6 separate regions of the Mus musculus genome follow, and all the other regions are linked to region 4. A link is a contact called in public promoter capture Hi-C data. All regions are on one chromosome and are shown on one strand. The core of a region is the stretch at or near the end of the contact, and the rest is flanking DNA. Distances in the headings are between cores, read along the strand shown. Region 1 holds the start of Pdia4 (protein disulfide isomerase associated 4). Region 2 holds the start of Tra2a (transformer 2 alpha). Region 3 holds the start of Zfp783 (zinc finger protein 783). Region 4 holds the start of Gimap1 (GTPase, IMAP family member 1). Region 5 holds the start of Ccdc126 (coiled-coil domain containing 126). Region 6 holds the start of Zfp212 (Zinc finger protein 212).

The links. Promoter capture Hi-C pulls out the DNA fragments that hold promoters and counts their contacts.
Region 1: a promoter capture Hi-C map of pre-B cells shows a contact between it and region 4, with 6 times the contacts expected there. The contact joins the promoter of Pdia4 here to the promoter of Gimap1 in region 4. A contact is called at or near these places in 2 of 39 promoter capture datasets (liver and pre-B cells), 1 of 484 Hi-C or Micro-C datasets (B cells) and 1 of 115 datasets of contacts at active chromatin or transcription factors (memory CD8 T cells).
Region 2: a contact with region 4 is called in a promoter capture Hi-C map of pre-B cells, with 4 times the contacts expected there. The contact joins the promoter of Tra2a here to the promoter of Gimap1 in region 4. A contact is called at or near these places in 5 of 39 promoter capture datasets (the 3T3-L1 cell line, the C10 cell line, liver and 2 more) and 1 of 115 datasets of contacts at active chromatin or transcription factors (memory CD8 T cells).
Region 3: a promoter capture Hi-C map of liver shows a contact between it and region 4, with 4 times the contacts expected there. The contact joins the promoter of Zfp783 here to the promoter of Gimap1 in region 4. A contact is called at or near these places in 1 of 39 promoter capture datasets (liver) and 2 of 115 datasets of contacts at active chromatin or transcription factors (large pre-B cells and memory CD8 T cells).
Region 5: a promoter capture Hi-C map of pre-B cells shows a contact between it and region 4, with 3 times the contacts expected there. The contact joins the promoter of Ccdc126 here to the promoter of Gimap1 in region 4. A contact is called at or near these places in 4 of 39 promoter capture datasets (the 3T3-L1 cell line, hippocampal neurons, pre-B cells and 1 more) and 1 of 115 datasets of contacts at active chromatin or transcription factors (memory CD8 T cells).
Region 6: a promoter capture Hi-C map of liver shows a contact between it and region 4, with 2.8 times the contacts expected there. The contact joins the promoter of Zfp212 here to the promoter of Gimap1 in region 4. A contact is called at or near these places in 2 of 39 promoter capture datasets (liver and pre-B cells).

Annotation. Positions count from the first base shown.
Region 1 is chr6:47,812,009-47,814,892 of GRCm38.p6, reverse strand. Pdia4 (protein disulfide isomerase associated 4) reads left to right here and starts at 1,381. Exons shown (of 10, transcript NM_009787.2): 1 at 1,381-1,676. The coding sequence starts at 1,589.
Region 2 is chr6:49,262,701-49,265,400 of GRCm38.p6, reverse strand. Tra2a (transformer 2 alpha) reads left to right here and starts at 1,349. Exons shown (of 8, transcript NM_198102.2): 1 at 1,349-1,563. The coding sequence starts at 1,528.
Region 3 is chr6:47,941,659-47,944,454 of GRCm38.p6, reverse strand. Zfp783 (zinc finger protein 783) reads right to left here and starts at 1,280. Exons shown (of 6, transcript NR_027963.1): 1 at 1,078-1,280.
Region 4 is chr6:48,737,659-48,740,358 of GRCm38.p6, reverse strand. Gimap1 (GTPase, IMAP family member 1) reads right to left here and starts at 1,312. Exons shown (of 3, transcript NM_008376.3): 1 at 1,203-1,312.
Region 5 is chr6:49,317,945-49,320,644 of GRCm38.p6, reverse strand. Ccdc126 (coiled-coil domain containing 126) reads right to left here and starts at 1,371. Exons shown (of 3, transcript NM_175098.6): 1 at 1,165-1,371.
Region 6 is chr6:47,919,004-47,921,817 of GRCm38.p6, reverse strand. It overlaps Zfp212 (Zinc finger protein 212), which reads right to left and starts at 1,250. Exons shown (of 5, transcript NM_145576.2): 1 at 1,069-1,250. The coding sequence starts at 1,092.

The sequences.
Region 1 (2,884 bases), core at 132-2,631, 930 kb after region 4:
TTGTTTTGAGACGAGGCATTACTCTCTTGTCCAGTTTAGCTTTGAATTTCTGGGCTAAAATGATCTGCTTTAGACTCCAAAGTAGTTGAAACTACAGAAAAGAATTATATCAGAATAATAAAAAAGGTAGAACCATCACTGAGTTCTACAGAAAACACAAGAGACTGCAGTAATCTCTTGTGGTTTAACCTAGATAGAATCAATCATAAACCTCATGAATCCAGAGCATGTAGGTTGTGTGCCTGTCTAGTCTTAATTTAGTTTTCAAAACATATAATCTGAACTTCTGGCTGTGGACATGCATGCAGGAATTGTCACAGATACACTAGTAGATAGACAATCCCAATGGACTACTTCTCTAGAGAGAGATCTGCAGGAGTAAAGGAAAACACATATTCAAATTGGCCTAGGAACCTAGCCTAATAGTGCTAAAATGACAACCCAGGGGAGTAGTGATAAATACAGCTCATTTTCTCCTCCTGTATACATCAGAAAATATTGCAGGACTCTCTAAGATTTATTTATTTAGCCTCATTTGTCTTCTACGTCATATCATATGTTAATCCACAGGTGCTAACCCTAATGCCAGTACAGCTTTCTTTTCTGACATGCAAACCTAGTTTCTTTTCCAAAACACTCACGGTTATTTCTAGATCTAAATCACTAGATTGGTTATCTCTCTCTCTCTCTTCAGAAAAATCATAATACAAGGCAACGTTCAGACAAGACTCTGACTTATAGACTTAGTCATGGAGTCCAAGTTGTAATTTTTCTTTTCTTTCTTTCTTTCTTTCTTTCCTTTCTTTCTTTTTTTTTTTTTTTTGCGACAGGATATCACTAAAAGTCATGGGTCTCTGCCTCCACAGACCTGGAGTCAGCCCACCCAGCTCTGAAACAACTAATCTATTTCATATACCTCTCCGAACCTAGTATCTAGGAAAGAAACTCAAACTTTTATATGCTCAACAGAAAAAACAAGAAGCCAAAGAACAGGGGAACAGAGGCGGGATCTCTGATCTCACTTTTTCCCAAAAGTTCTGTCCTCTTTAGTTTCCTGCACAAGGACAGCCTCAGACGGACGAGCCTACACATGCACCCCACCATTTCCTTGAGTTTCTTACACGTGTTCTTCCTGCCAAGCTTGGCCAAAGGGAGCTGACCTCCCAACCAATCCCTCCCCTCGGAGTGCTCAAGCCCCGCCTCCCTGTGCAGGGCTGGTTGCCTTTGTTCTCCCCCGCACTCTTTCCGGACCTGGGCGCTCCAAGCAAACCGAGTGGCAGCCCGTGATTGGTGGTCGCGGCACAGCCAATCAGAAGGGGGCACCTCACACTAGGGCTCGGAGTTTTAAACGCGGAGCTGAGGGGCGCGCCCGCGCGGAGGGCTCAGGCAGCGGGGCGGGGCGGTGTAGGCGGGGCGCCACGGCTCTCGCCCTGATTCGTGCGGGGATTGGACGGGCCGCGGCTTCCTTACCTCCAACCAATCACCGGCCTGAACTTCCTGGAGGCTTTGGTGCGCTCCGGCGTCGCTCGGGAGGTCGGCGAGTGCTCTGCGGTGGCCGGTGTCTGCAGGCCCAGCTCTGCACCCAATCATGAAGCTCCGGAAAGCTTGGCTGTTGGTCCTGCTCTTGGCGCTGACACAGCTGCTGGCTGCTGCGAGCGCCGGAGATGCACACGAAGGTGAGCGGGAGGGCGGGTCGGAGGAGCAGCTCGCGTGGGTTGCAAACCTTGCTGGGGCCTGACAGGGTGCTTCGCTCACACCCCTGCGGAATTAGTGACCCGGTAGCAACGAACTTAATGGAGTTTCAGTGTAGGGCCGAATCTAGGGGTGTGGGCCTCTTTAGTTCCTACCTGAGACTAGGACACGGAGGGACGTGCCGAGTGCCTGGTTCGCAGCTCGTCTCTTTACCCTCACTACTGAGATTTGCCCCTTTGTTGAGTAAAATTTTCTGGAGAATACTCTCGTTTCCAAAACCGGTTTTAGAAAACGGAGGCGGGATGGCCGCTAGTAGGACCTGGAAGAGGCAGTCGCAGATACTGGGCATCTATATCAAGAAGTAGAAATAACTCAGGCTTTGTTTTCGTCTTTTATGGAAACTGGAGCTGCCGTATACAAGCATTTTATTCAGCGCCTTTTTTTGCCAGTCGCTGCACTGTGTTTTGAAAGTCGAGGCTGGTGGTGCATGTATTCTAGTAGGAACAGTATGTGTAACTCATAGACGTTATGCCCGCACCCTTTCTTCGAAATCCTCTACCGAAAACATAAAAACTTTGAAAATAGGAAGTACTAGTTAACGTTGTTCCTAGAGAACGGGTCTGATCGACACCTTTCCCTTCTAACCACTAACTTGTTGCCTACTAGGTTTAGTCTAATATAAACAAACCCCATTTTTAAAGTTTAGTGTGGAGGGGGAATGTGAACTTTATACTCCTAGGTTGAGTAAGATTCCTGTGGATCATTGATTTATGAGTCTTTGCCCAGGTAGGAAAGAGTAGAAATGAAGAGACTGCTGAAAGGGGCCAACTATCCGTCCTACCTATGAGTATATCTTGGCACTTTTGTCCAAACTGACTGAGGGCTCATTTCTTATAGAGACCCAAAATACATTGAAACAGAAAGAGGGCAGAGTCTTCATTTTAAGCAAATTTTTCACTTTTCAAAGCAGAATAGGCTTTGTGGGGGACACATGAAAGTTTGAGAACCAGTGTAGTTTGGTGTATGCTTTAAGAACGTGTTAAAAACTACACGGTTGTGAGACAGTGGTCAGTTTTAGGGTGATGTATGTTTGTTTGTTCAAGATGGGGGTCTCATTATGTAGCTTGGAGCTCATCATGTAGACCAGGCTGGCCTTGAGCTCAAGAGCTCTGCCTGCCTCTGGGCAGGGGTT
Region 2 (2,700 bases), core at 100-2,599, 530 kb before region 4:
AAACCATTAAGAGTTTAATAATGGGGGCTGGAGGGATAGCTCAGCGGTTAAGAGCACTGACTGCTCTTCTGAAGGTCCTGAGTTCAAATCCCAGCAACCACATGGTGGTTCACAGCCATCCATAATGAGATCTAACACCCTCTTCTGGTGTGTCTGAAGACAGCTACAGTGTACTTACATATAATAAATCTTTTTTTTTTTAAAGAGTTTGATAACTAGCTCTCTGACATTTCTGATAGGCTCTCTTTTTATATCTCAGGTTGGCTGGAACTTCCAACAGTCCTTCCTTCTAGACGCCTAAGTGGTGGGATCACAGGCACAGATCACCACACCCAGCTATTTCAGGTCTTTGTGAATTCATTATTTGTGCTGGTGTTCCTTATTTTTCTAGAGCAAGAAGTATGGATACTAATGTTGCCAAACAATATATTCCCCCAATTTATTTTTATTTATTTACATGTTCTACAGTGTTGAGGACTAAACCCAGAGCCTAGTACATGCTAGGTGTGCTGGATAATTTTCTATCAACTTGGCACAGATAAGGTCACCTGAGAGGAGGGAACTTCAATTAAAATGCCCCCCGCTGTGGTGGGAGCTCATGCCTTTATTCCCAGAACTTGGGAGGCAGAGGCAGGCAGATTTCTGTGAGTTCCAGGCCAGCCTGGTCTACAGAGGGAGTTCCAGGACAGCCAGGGTTACACAGAAACCCTGTCTTGAGGTTTGGAAGCAGAGAAGAGTGAGAAACTCATGGCTTTTCAGTATAACCCCATCTGTGTATATATTGTTATTTCAACGTTTAAAAGGGCAGATACTAGCCGGGCGTGGTGGCTCACGCCTTTAATCCCAGCACTCGGAAGGCAGAGGCAGGCAGATTTCTGAGTTCGAGGCCAGCCTGGCCTACAAAGTGAGTTCCAGGACAGCCAAGGCTATACAGAGAAACCCTGTCTCTGTAAAAAAACCAAACCAAAAAAAAAAAAAGGGGGGGGGGCAGATACTGGGGATAAGGAAAACTCAGCTGGAAAAGTCGGTTTGTTTGTTGGGTTTTTGTTTGCTTGTTTTTGGTTGGTTTGTTTTGCTATGCAAGAAAGACCTGAGTTCCATACCTAAAGAGAACAAAACCAAAAAAACTCAAGAACAAAACCCCACAGGCAAAGCCAGGCGATGACACACGCCTTTAATTCCAGCACCCGGAGGACAAACCGACCCAACGCCAAACAGCAAGCTCTTGAAACCCGCCAATCTCCCGCGCTAGGCCAGGCGGACACAAAGCCTCCCGGGGCGGAGGCGGGGTTCGCGACGACGTCATCACAGGTCCGCCCCTTGACGTCAGGCGCCGGGGACACCAGGAGGTTTCTGGCGGCACGGGCGCCATTTTGCCTGAACGTGCGAGCTGGTGGGAGTGGAACGCACTGGCCGTTGTAGCCGTCGCCTTCTTCCTCCCCACAGTCCGAACAGCGCGGTGACTAGGCCGTCGGCCCTCGAGCCGAGACATATCTCTTATTTAGTTCTCGGGAGCGCCTGGCCGACATGAGTGATGTAGAGGAGAACAACTTCGAGGGCAGAGTGAGTACAAAGCCGCGGGAGCCGTCTTCGGCGGCGGCCCGATGCTCCGGGGCTCGGGGACGAGCGCGGTCGGTCGGGCGAGGTGGCGGGGCCCTCAGGAGCAGCCTTGAGGGCCACCGCGAGCGCGTCACGTCCCAAGATGGCTTCGGGGTCCCCCTGCGTGCCCAGATGCCCCACTAGCCCGCAGCGCTCCTTTCTGGCGGCTGACTGGTACCTGGCCTGGTCCTATCCTCTCCTGTCGCTCCCTTTCCTCTCAGCTTCCCATCTCTGCTCCGAGGTGCGGGTCCCCGGCGCGGTGGGGCAGGAGGCGGCGGGGCGCTCCCTCCGGCCGGATAGTGGTAGGTGCTTCCTGCGGTGGCATCTCGGGCCACCACCACCCCTCCTCCGGCCATCGCAGCGGGGTCTCGGGGTCAGAAGTGCGCGGGGCTGCTGTCCGGGCGGGGAATCGCTGGCGCGGGACTAGCTGGGGCCTGTTGTCTCCTTGGCTCTCTGTTGCAGTGAGCGGCCGCGTCTCCGTCGGAACCGGCGGCGTCGCGTCTGTAAAGGCGAAAGCCTTGAGGTTGAAGGTGGGACGAGCCCAGTGAAGTGGTTAGTCAACGACCGCAGCGACCCTTAAGAGTCCTTAAGACGAGAGCGAGCGGGGAAGGGAAAACTACGCAAGAGCCTTTCCCCTTAATGTCCTCTTTCCTTTCGCTTCTAAATGAATGTGGAAATGCAGTGACGCCTGTTTTCCTAACAGCTAGATGTTGGGTTCTTTATGTCTCAACTTCCAAAGCTTTCCTTCCTGTGACCATTCCTCTGAAAACTCCTTTACAGATCTTTATGGCTAAACTGCCAAGACATCTTACTTTAAACCTTACGTAACTGAACAAATTTCTTGCCTCAGTTTTCAAAAAAGAAAAGAAAAAAGCTAATCATTGTTAACTCAAAAGATTATACCTGAAATTTACAGACCCTCCCCCGTTTTTCTCACCCATTCCCCGGAAAAGGGACTCAAGACTTTGGTTATCTGAGGTCTTGTGAGTATAAACCGTATATTCACAAAGCTTGAGTATATTATTAGAACGTTACCGGTTTTTGAGTTTTATTCCGAAGTTACCCTAGTATTGGAAATTAATGGAAGTGAGTCCTGGTAAA
Region 3 (2,796 bases), core at 31-2,530, 800 kb after region 4:
TCTGAACATGTACACATTTTTCTTGTCGTCATTTCCTCCTCGATGCAACTATTAGCCTTCCACTGTATTGGAAATCTAGACATCGATGTAATGTATTTTAAAGCATATGAATAGGTTATATGCAAACACTACACAATTTTATGTAAGGGACTTGAGCATCCGTGGTATCAGCTGTAGTTATTATCATAGTGTTGAAATCTATCCTGTTGGTAAGCTTTCTGGGATGTTAGGTACTGCAAGACAACTAAGGGGCAGGAGTAGGTGGGAAGGAACTGAAGGGTTTCTAGTCCTACTCCCACAACCTCCACAATTCCCAGTTGACTTTCTATTCCTTGTAGTCAGGGAACCTAGAAGGACACACAGCAAAATAGAGAAAGAGAGGTTCTTTTCTAAAAGCTTCCAAGAGACTAAGGTTTCAGAGAGTTGTCTGAGATGTATTGGTAATAATAGATACCACTTACTGAGAGATTTTTTTTACTGGTGAAAATCTTCTAGCATGTCCTCTAAATTGGCACACTGAACATTACCAAGCTAACCCCTCCCCCAGCTTCTTTTTGGAACTCACTCTGTAAACAGGCTGGTCTAGATCCGAGGGCCATTATATCTTGGCAAACCAACCCAGTCACAAAATTTAGAAACCTGTTGCAAATTGGGTTAAGTATTGTTTCCTACGAGAAAGTAGAGTCGCTAGGTATTTTAGTGGTAGGCTCATCCTAAGGTGTTGACCTGAGGCCCCCTTCGCAGCCTCAACCTTGCAGATGTGGCAGGAAGGCGACCCTGGCTCCTGTCTGACTGCTCGGGCGCAGGTCTCAGAAGAACACAGGGACTTTGTGATCTGCAGGGTCCTTCCAGGCCTTCCGGAGAAAAGGTAGCGCCCGGCCTGGCCGGGCTACGGAGGCCATGTCGCGCGCACCGATCTTAGGGCCCAGCCCACCAGGCCGCCTGCGGCCATGTGTAGGCTGATGGCTTCCGTGGCCTGCGTGGCCTCCAGGCCAGGGCCGGGGCCAGGGCAGGGGGTGCTCCGAGCCGGGTAGGCCGAGACCCTCGCACACAGCGGCCATGGACCGGGGCGCTTACCGGGGCAGGCGCCGCTTCAGCCATGACTACCACGTCGTCGCTGGGCTGCGGGCCTCCATCGACGCATCTGGCCAAGCGCCGGCTGATTTTCAGTCAACAGGTCGGCCCAGGCGCGGGCTGCGCGTCGGTGAGGGGCCGGAGCTGCTGTCCAGCGCCCGCACTCTCCACACGGTCCCAAGCCACGTGCCCTGCTGGCCCTAATCTACCGGAGCCGCGGCCCGGCGCGCACGGCGCCCCCTGCAGCCAGAAGGCCCGCACTCGGTGGCCGCTGGCCTGCGGCGTCAACCCTACCCCCAGGGCCCCGGGCGAGCAGGCAGCTGGCTCAGGCAAGCCTTCGGGCGGGTAAATTCGAGAAAGACGCCCGTGAGGAAAACGCTAAGGAAATCCCTGAACTCCGTGCTGGGGCGGGACACCCTCATCCCAAGGGTGTTCAGATTCCCTTTTCTAGGGTAAATTCCATTTTGGGTTTTTCAGAACAAGTAGGAAGCGCTAAGGGGAATGGTGCGTTTAAAACAAAAATACAAGCCAGGCGTGGTGGCGCACGCCTTTAATCCCAGCACTCGGGAGGCAGGCGGATTTCTGAGTTCGAGGCCAGCCTGGTCTACAAGAAACCGTGTCTCAAAAAACAAAACAAACAAACAAAAAAACAAGTCCAGGACTGGGGTGTACCTTAGTGGTAGAGCGCTTGGTAGAACCCGAGGGATGTACTTTCGGAGTATTCTCTCCATGTGCACTCACCTTTGAGGCTCAGAGCCTCTGCTTACCCCCTACAGAGCTCCTCCTTCTTCCCGCCACACCCAGTCTGGACTTAGTTGTACATCTTCTTACTTAGCCTTGGCTGGGATTGAGCGCCCTGCTCTCCCTGCCAGGAGGCTTCAAAACAGACAATGGACACAGGACCACAACTCCACAGCTACTGGGTTCATTTCTAAGGGTTTCTAACCAATTCATGTCCTGAATTATCCTGAATACATTATTCCATTTAAGACCAGTTTCCTTCTGAAACTAGAAAGCTTTACTCGGAAAAGCCATAATTAACCTTTATTTATTTATTTATAAAAATAAAACCGGTCTCTTCATTTCCTGCATTTCACAGCCATTCTATGGTCGTTATTCAACAAGCCAATAAACTTCCAGATGGCAACTGTGCTTTGAATCTTTGGGTTTGTTTTGGTGTGTGTGTGTGTGTGTGTGTGTGTGTGTGTGTGTGTGTGTGTGTTGGGGATTATCTCTAAACAAAGTGTGGGCCAGCTGACATAGTAAGGACACAAACTACCTACCTCTAAGGTGCATCACTGAATCCTTGGCATTTAGGGCAAGACCAGGCAGTGCTACTTTGAGTTAAATCAAAATAAAAAGCTAACTGAGTTCGAGACCAGCCTGGTCTACAGAGTGAGCTCCAGGACAGCCAGGGATACACAGAGAAACCCTGTCTCAAAATAAATAAATAAATAAATAAATAAATAAAATAGTTAAATCACATTTAACTCTTTATATCAAGGTCCAAATCAACATTTAGCATTATTCGTTTTGATTTATTATTAAACAGGTTCTTGTTATATAGCACAGACTGGCCTCATGATCCCTCTGCCTCAGTCTCCCTAATGCTAAGATTGCAGGCTTGTGTCACCATAACTAGCTCCTTATTTTGAAAATTCTTAAGTAATACCACCTAAAAGACAAAACTGCAAGTATGTGCTCATAAAATAGGAACCTCAG
Region 4 (2,700 bases), core at 63-2,562:
AAGCCCAGGGCAGGACGCTGGGGCTTCCAGAGTTCAGAGTGGAGGCTGGGCTTCCTTTGATAGTTTCTAAGAGAAAGGCAAACACCGAGTGAAATCTCGGGCGATAAATGTTTCTATTATCTGGGAACATAAAGCACATGCAGTTCTATATGCTCAAGAGAGCCCGGGATAGTCCAGGTCCTTGCCTACAAGCTTGATGGGGTTTTGGTTTTTGTTTTTTGGGGCTTTTTTGTTTGTTTGTTTGGTTGGTTTGGTTTGGTTTTTGTTTGGTTGGTTGGTTGGTTTTGGTTTTTGGTTTTTTTGTTTGTTTGTTTTGTTTTTTTGAAGTATTTAGGTGTTCCCCTCAACATCACACTTCTTGGATCTATCCTCAGTTGTTCTGATACAACAAGTAGTATCTTTCTCACAAGCTTAATCTGCATCCAGAATTTGAAGAACATTATTTCTTAAACCCTTCCTTGTAGACGCGGAGAAACAGAGGTATCCCTGCAGTTGGAGTGGGACAAACTCCAGGAAGACAAGTGAGGACTAATTCCATTCCTCTCAAGTTTGCTAGAGCCCCTCCGACTGGCAAGGAGAAGAAGAGACTTCTGAGAGACAGACGTGGCCCATGAGGAGTAGCCATGAAAGCATGGTTTATAAGGACACAGAAGGATCGTTTGCCTTTGCTGAATGTGCTTTTTTTTTCTATAGAAAGAAACATTTAATGAAATTTCTTTCAAAATTCATCACTTTACTCTTTAACTTGTTTTTTGGCCAAAGTACACAGTCCTGGAAGGTACTAGGTAAAGACATGTTTTTTCAAGACCTTTTAAGTTTCTTTGATACACCAGACATCACCAGCTAAAGATACCATGCAAATCAGAAAACTCTATTTTTTTTTTTTTTTTTTTTTTGAGGAATGGACTGTGCTTTGCTCCTGGGAGGAGATCTAGAGTACATTTCCCTTACTGTACGAAAAGAGTGAGGGAAGAGATAAGCTTTGTTCATCAAAGATGTGTGAACTCCTAAGACTTCCTCCAAACTTGTCGATTCGAAGCCCAGGCCATCCTAACGCATCCGGAAGCCCCCCTTGCCTGTGATGCACGCTCGCTCGGAGTGCTCCTGCATAGTGCTTTGTACAATGCAGGTGTATAGGTACCAGACACTTTGGTCTCACAGCCCAGCTTCCTCTCCACCCCAGCTCACAGCCTCAGGCTCACCTTTCTTGCTGACAGTCCCTGAAGTGACCCAGAGAAGCCCCGGCCTCGCCTTCCCTTCGCTTGTGAGTGCAGAAGTCTCTCCTTGCCCAGGGCTGAGCATAGAGGAAGTCGCTAGGCTGCCTGGGTCTTAGAGATCAGGAAACTGAGAGAAAGGCCGGATGATGATGGCTTAAAGAGACAGAAACATTTTCCATGTAGTTGTGGTCTTAGCATTCCTCTATGAAATCACGCACTCTATCTTCTCTGTGACTAAAGGCTGTTTGTCCAGAAGGGTTAGTAGAATCAAACATGTCAACAGAGCCTTCCTTGGCTGACTCTATTCTAGAATTGGCTACAGGTAATCTTCCGTGTGTGTGTGTGTGTGTGTGTGTGTGTTTTGTGGTGGTGGTGGTAGTGGTGGTGGTTGTTGTTGTTTGTTTGTTGTTTTATTTTTATTATTTTTGTTTCCATTTTTCTCTTTAAGGATTTCTCTTACTACAAAATAGCCTCCAATTGAGATTGGAGGATGACAAATTGAAGCCCATTCTAGGCTACTAATCTTTTTAAGACCCCCACTTCAAAACAAAACAAACACCAAAGGCTCAGGGTTTAGCTTATTGATAGAGCATTTGCCTAGAATCATTTGCCTAGCATATACAAAGTCCTAGGGTCTATCCAGTACCAAAGAAAACAAAAAAGAAAAATTTACAAAGAATAGAATATCTAATATCACTAAGACTGATATTGGCTATTAGTGATTAATCTTTAAATTAGTGCATGCATATTTTGTTCATTCCTATTTTACTAAATAAAGGCTTTGATTGGAAATGTGAGTTACTTTAAAAATGTCTTTTAATGGTTGAAGTAATTGCATGATTTTTCTTTTGATCTATTAATATTGTAAACTATGTTTCTATGTAAGTATATTTATGTAAGTGTTTGTATACTTGCACGCACATGTGTATGTGTGTCTGTGTAAAAGGGTTGGGTTCCAAGGCATATGGACTATTGAGGTGGAGATATCTGGTGCTGAAAGAAGCTATGAGGGAGTAGCCTTGGGATTTACACCTGAGAGAGGAAGGAAAGAAGACGGTATTGGATAAGGATAAGATTGAGTCAGTCACAACAAATGCTGACTCCACAGGGAATTCTACAGTTTGCGTAGACCTTGAGATGGAAGGTGACGAGACTGCATTTCACAGTTCTATCAGCCAGTTATTGGATGTAAACTTCCACTGGAGAAAACACTTAACCTAGAGGCATCGCTCTTCAGCAGATGCCAACCTCCGGGCAAGGGTGATAGTCAGACAGTGGGTACTGCCAGTTGGCTGCACTCCTGGTCAGCTGGAGGGAGAGGCTGTGCTGCTGCTGCATGTTGGCATGCTGATAGAATCTCTCTTGCTTCATTATCTGAGCCATTTGAAGAGATGTGTCAATATGGTTTTACATATGTCCCCCCAAAGCAGGCATGTCCAACTCTAGGGAGATGGAGGCAGGAGGATCGTAAGTTTAAGGCTCT
Region 5 (2,700 bases), core at 122-2,621, 580 kb before region 4:
TTTTATAAAGCTTTCCTTGAAAACCCAATGTCAATAACATTGAGAAAGCAAGGGTAAAAACAACTGACAGAACCTGAACACGTTGAAGTCGTTCCTGATCAGATTTACTGCATTCACTCAATGTGTCTCCAGACAAAAACTATAACCTGGGAACAGAAATCCTAAGTGGGTGTCAGGTGATGGTGGCGCACACCTTTAATCCCAGCACTAGGGAGGCGGAGGCAGGAGGATCTCTTGAGTTTGAGGCCAGCCTGGTCACGAATAAATGCGTAAGGGGATTTATAGTTTTCTGGTCTACTGAGTGAGTTCCAGGACAGCCAGGGCTACACAGAGAAATCCTGTCTAGAAAATGAGAGAAGGGGAGTGGGGAGGAGAGAAACGACTGAACCATTAGAAACAGTACAGAAAGTTGACATAGGGCAAAGCTGCAAAGGATCTGACGGACAAAGCCTTTAATCTCCTTTTAAGGGTTTCCTATGGGACCAGGCTAGGGAGGTGGGGGAGGTGAGTCCTTGTACAGTTATATACAGAGCTGATCCCCAGGAAAGCAGAGTCATCAATTTCCTTAGAACATTCTCAGCCATCTTAAAGGGGCGGAAATTAAGAAGCCAGCATATCTTAAGGAATTCTCTGCATGTAAGAAGTAAAAATATAAACTGAACACACAACCTAGTGATTAACCAAAAGTCCACACACTTCGAATCACATTCAAAACATCTTTTCATCAAATGAAAAACTCAAGGTGTAATAGCTTATTATCCATAAATCTAACAACTTAAAACTGTATGAGATCTCCATCTGCTGGATGAAACACATCGGCTTGGAGCCATTGCTTAGCCTGAATGAAGCAGCAGGCAGAGGGACGCCAGGGGTTCGAATCCTGGCTGCCTGGCCATTCAATTGCCACCGCCTGTACCTACAGCAGATAAAGTTCCTCCCCAGCCTCCCAGGAGAAGAGTTTGGCAGGTTTAATGGGCATTTCACGTCCTTCTCCTAACGAGAGAATTGAGCTGTCAAGAGTGGAGCACAAATGAGCGCGGCCGCAGAGACTGCCCATCCCCGCAGAGCACCGCGGAGCCCGGCCCGGCGGTCGAGGCTGTCAAAGTAGCAAAGCCGGGGCCGCAGGGACACCGCCTCCCGCCTCCCCAATCTCCTCCGTCTGACCTGGCCTGCTGGTTTCCTTTCAATCACGCGGGCCGCCGCCGCGGGGCTCACAAACTGGAAGTACAGCCACAGCCCGCCACGGGAGGGCGTTAGCGGCGCCGCAACAGCCTGCGGGCCAGGACGGAGGTAGGACCGAGAGCGCTCGGCACCCGGGGACGCTACTCCCGGTTTCCGCTCCGCCTCCCGGCCACCCTTCCCCCATTCTCCGGCCAGGGCCTACTGCGCGCGGCATTGTGGGGAATGTAGTCCCGCCTTGCGGAGAGACAGCACGTGCTGTTGGCCCAGGGGCTCAGGGCGACGCGGTTGCTTAGCAACTAAGAGGCGCAGCAGCTGCATTGCTACTAGAGAAAACTCAGCACCCTATTCGCCACTAGTGGTGAAGCATCCTACTATCTACCTTCCACTAGAAAAGAAACCCCTAATGCTGTTGTCTGACACTAGAGGGCATCCTAGTGTTGGAGAGTCCAATGTCCCCATGGTGCTCCTGAAGGTCCTCACTCAGGGAAATAGGATAAAAAAATAACTAAAAGGACTAAAGACTAATAGAAACAAACTATCCTTTTCTGAGGACTGGAGACCTAGCTCAAAAGTTCAGACAGTTTGCTGAGGGACCAGAAGACCAGAGTTCAATTACCAGCTCCCACATCAAGAGGTTCATAATCTCTTGGAACTCCAGCTCCAAGGGATCCCATCTGCTTCTGGCCTCTGCAGACCTCAGCACACTCACACACAATTACATGAATACAAATAAAGTGTTTTAAAGATATTCTTGTCACGGATGGTATAAATATGTATACACATGACAAATACAAAACAACTTGTAGACAAATTATTACAATTAATAAGAGTTTAACAAAGTTAATACATTTTTAAAAAATCAAGTACTTCGGGACTTGGTATGCAGCTTAGTGGTAGAACACTTGGCTAGCATGAATATGGCCCTGATTAAATGCTCAGCACACACAAAATTACACGTTAAAAAGTCAAATTGGGCTGGAAAGATGGCTGAGCCCTTGTGCTTAGAGAGCACTCGGGTTTAGTTTCCAGAATCCACATGGTGGCTCACAACCATCTGTCACCCCATTTCTGGATATCTGACAGTCTTCCTCTGGCCTCACCAGGAATACAGTTGGTACACTAAGGTATATGCAAGCAAAATACCAATACTCATAAAATTCTCTCTCCCTCTGTCTCTCTCTATCTGTGTGTGTATATGTCTCTGTGTGTGCCTCTCTCTGTGTGCCTCTCTGTGTGCATCTCTCTCTCTGTGTCTCTGTGTGTGTCTCTGTGTGTCTCTCTCTCTGTGTCTCTGTGTCTTTCTCTGTGTGTTTCTCTCTCTCTCTCTCTCTGTCGCTCTTTCACACATACATACACACACACACACACACACACACACACACACACACACACCAAACAAAACAGGAGGACCTGGAAATCAAATGCAGCCTGGGAAAGACAGTTTTAACAGCAACAAACAAAAGACAAGCCTTAAGAGTGGAATGAGACCCTTGAAATATATAAATCAAGAAAGGCCTT
Region 6 (2,814 bases), core at 1-2,500, 820 kb after region 4:
TCAGAGGTAGGAGTTTACAGTCATTCTCAGATAGGCTAGGCTGGGGCACATGAGAGTTTGCCTCAAAGCACAACCACTACCAAACAAACCCCAGCAGAATGACTTACACCTGTAAACTTAGCACTGGGGAGGCTGAGTCGGGAAGATTGTCATCAGCTTAAGGACAGCCTGTGAGGCTCTGTCTCAACAGTGAAAAGCCAGTTCAGGTCCATCTATCCTATTTTCCTATGTTAACCTCTACTGTGACACAGTATGAGGAGACTGGAGCCAGAAAAAAAAAAACGTAAAAATGCTTACAAGGAACTCAACATTCTCAATTCAAGTTAAGGAGACAAAGGCCTAGAGAAGTGAGCATAGACTGCCTTCCGAAGACCATGCACTGAATATATAGATAGATGAACGCTGAGTTACGGAAGATATTCCTCAAACCAATTTTCAGTGTCTTCACATTCTCTGAAAAGAGAGACAGCTGGAAGAGGCGGTAAGCGGATAACAATGCGCACCCACAGTTTTGTAAAAACAAAACAAAACAAAAAACAAGCAAGCAAACAAACAAAAACAGCAAATACACCAGTCCCCAAGGAGAGAAGGCTTCAACCTGTGGCTGCAAACTCAGTACAGATAGCTATGGCAGAACATGGCAACCGGAGCAGAGCCCCACTGGTCGGAGAGAAGCCCTAAGTCCTGGGGTCTTCCGTAGCTGAGCTCAAAGGCAACAACCCAAACCCAGGGTTTTATCCCGCGCCTTCACTCCAACTCAGAAAACGAGTCCCTAGTTGGCACGAAGCAGGAAAATATGTGGGCGCAGTCACAAACAATTCAAAAAGCCTCGCAGAAGTTTCTGCGGAAAGACGCAGAGCATCCGGGCTCTGAGCCTGACGCAGAAGGACCCAGGGAGCAAGCGAGCGGGCGGGCGGGCGGAGGGCGAGGGTACCGGGAGGGAAGTCAGCATCCGCCGGCGCCAACGGCCGCGGAGGAAACCAAGCCTGCGACCGAGCGCCTCAAGCCCCGCCCCGGGCAGGGCGCTGTCTCCCCCAAGGCCCTCCCGAGCCGGCCGGAGCACCTTACCCGAGTAGGCGTCGACTCCGCCATGGTCGCAGTCGCCCCACAACACCGACTGGCGGGATACTGCTCGAACTGTACGCCGCTCCGCCAGACGTCCTCACCCTCCTGGAAGCCGCCGCCGCCGCCGCCGCCGCCGTGTTGATACAAGGTGCATTCTGGGAGCGCTCCCCACCCCCAAGAAGAGCGGCAGCGGCTCCTCCTACCGCGCGGTATTTCTGTTGCGCCACTGTGCTCCTGGAAGGGGAACAGCAGCCTGGAAATTCAGTCATTGAGTGTGGGGTGTAAGCGTAAGGATTCTCAAAATCAAGAGCATTTTCTGAATTTGAGTCCTGCACTCCGCGAAATGCTTTAAGAGATTCAAATATGTGCAAGTTTAAAAAGGCGCGGGAAGGAGAGAGAGAGAGAGAAAGGCGTAGGGAGGAGAGCGTGGGGACTAGTAGAAAAGGAGGCTAATGGGGGTGGATGTGAACACCATACGTTCTGGACTTGCATGCAATTGTCAAAAATAAAAATAATTTTTAAAAAATGTGTACAAATGTGTACACCCTTTTCTGTGAGGGAAGAACACAGCTGAAGCTAAAGAAAAGGTGAATTCTCATAGGCAAGTGATTTTCTTCCATGCTCACCTATGACTTGGCTTTTTCTGGTCAATCCATTATAGAGTGTTAATTATGGTAATCACTTGCATTGCAGAATTCAAGATAGCCTTAATCACAAATAATTAACCTAGTCCTCACCGGGCAGTGATGGCTCATGCCTTTAATCCCAGCACTTGCGAGGCAGAGGTGGATGGGTTTCTGAGTTCGAGGCCAGCCTGGTCTACAGAGTGAGTGCCAGGGCTAGAAACCCTGTCTCAAAAAAACTAAATAAATAACCTAGTCCTCATGCCAGGGTGCCAGGGTATTAGAGGCAATGTGTTCTGCATTCTGGCTTGGAAACATCTGGCCACATCATTACCACCCCAGCGCTCAGGTGTTTGAGGCCAGCCTCAGCTATATAGTGAGTTTTTGACTAGCCAGAAATATCTAAAGAGACATTGATCCAAACAACACCCCCAAACCCAGTACTTGCAGTACTCAAATGCCTCATTTCCATTACATTGTCCTGGACATGCTGAGTGAGAATGACATGAGTTTCCACTAAGTGTGAATAGCTTCCTCTAAGAATTCAAGTACTCTCACTAGACTGGTCCCTTCTTCATTTTTCTGCAAATGATCCCTGTCTACACTGACTACAACTAACAACTTTCTCTAGAACCCAAGCCGATGGCCTGCTGAAAAAAAAAATTCTCAGCATCTGTTTTAACAGGCACTTAAAAACCTACATTTATATTAAAATAATAATAATTTTTTTAAAAGCGCTGACTCATTTAAGCCCCCCACAGCAGTCTGGGTGTGTCTGTGCCTTCATTTTATCTTTGTTTGTTGCCTTTGTTTGGATCAAATTCCTGCTTGACTCCATAACCGTGTCAATCAGTTGAGTGTGTCTACTTGTCCCATCTCATCCCCTTTCAAGCTGAAGGCAGAGGTAAGTCATTGTCCTGAACCAGCAGTCACCTTGAATCCCTGGAAGAGCAGAGTGTAAAGGATAGATCATGTCTCAGATAAGGGCAATTATCCTTGTGTGTGAAGCTGTACCCTGGAGCAGACCTCATCTTGTAAGAACCAGATGGATCCTCTTAAGCAATTCAATGGCAGCAAGAAGGACTTCTAATCACTTCACAGAATCAGAACTGGGACAGCGATCATC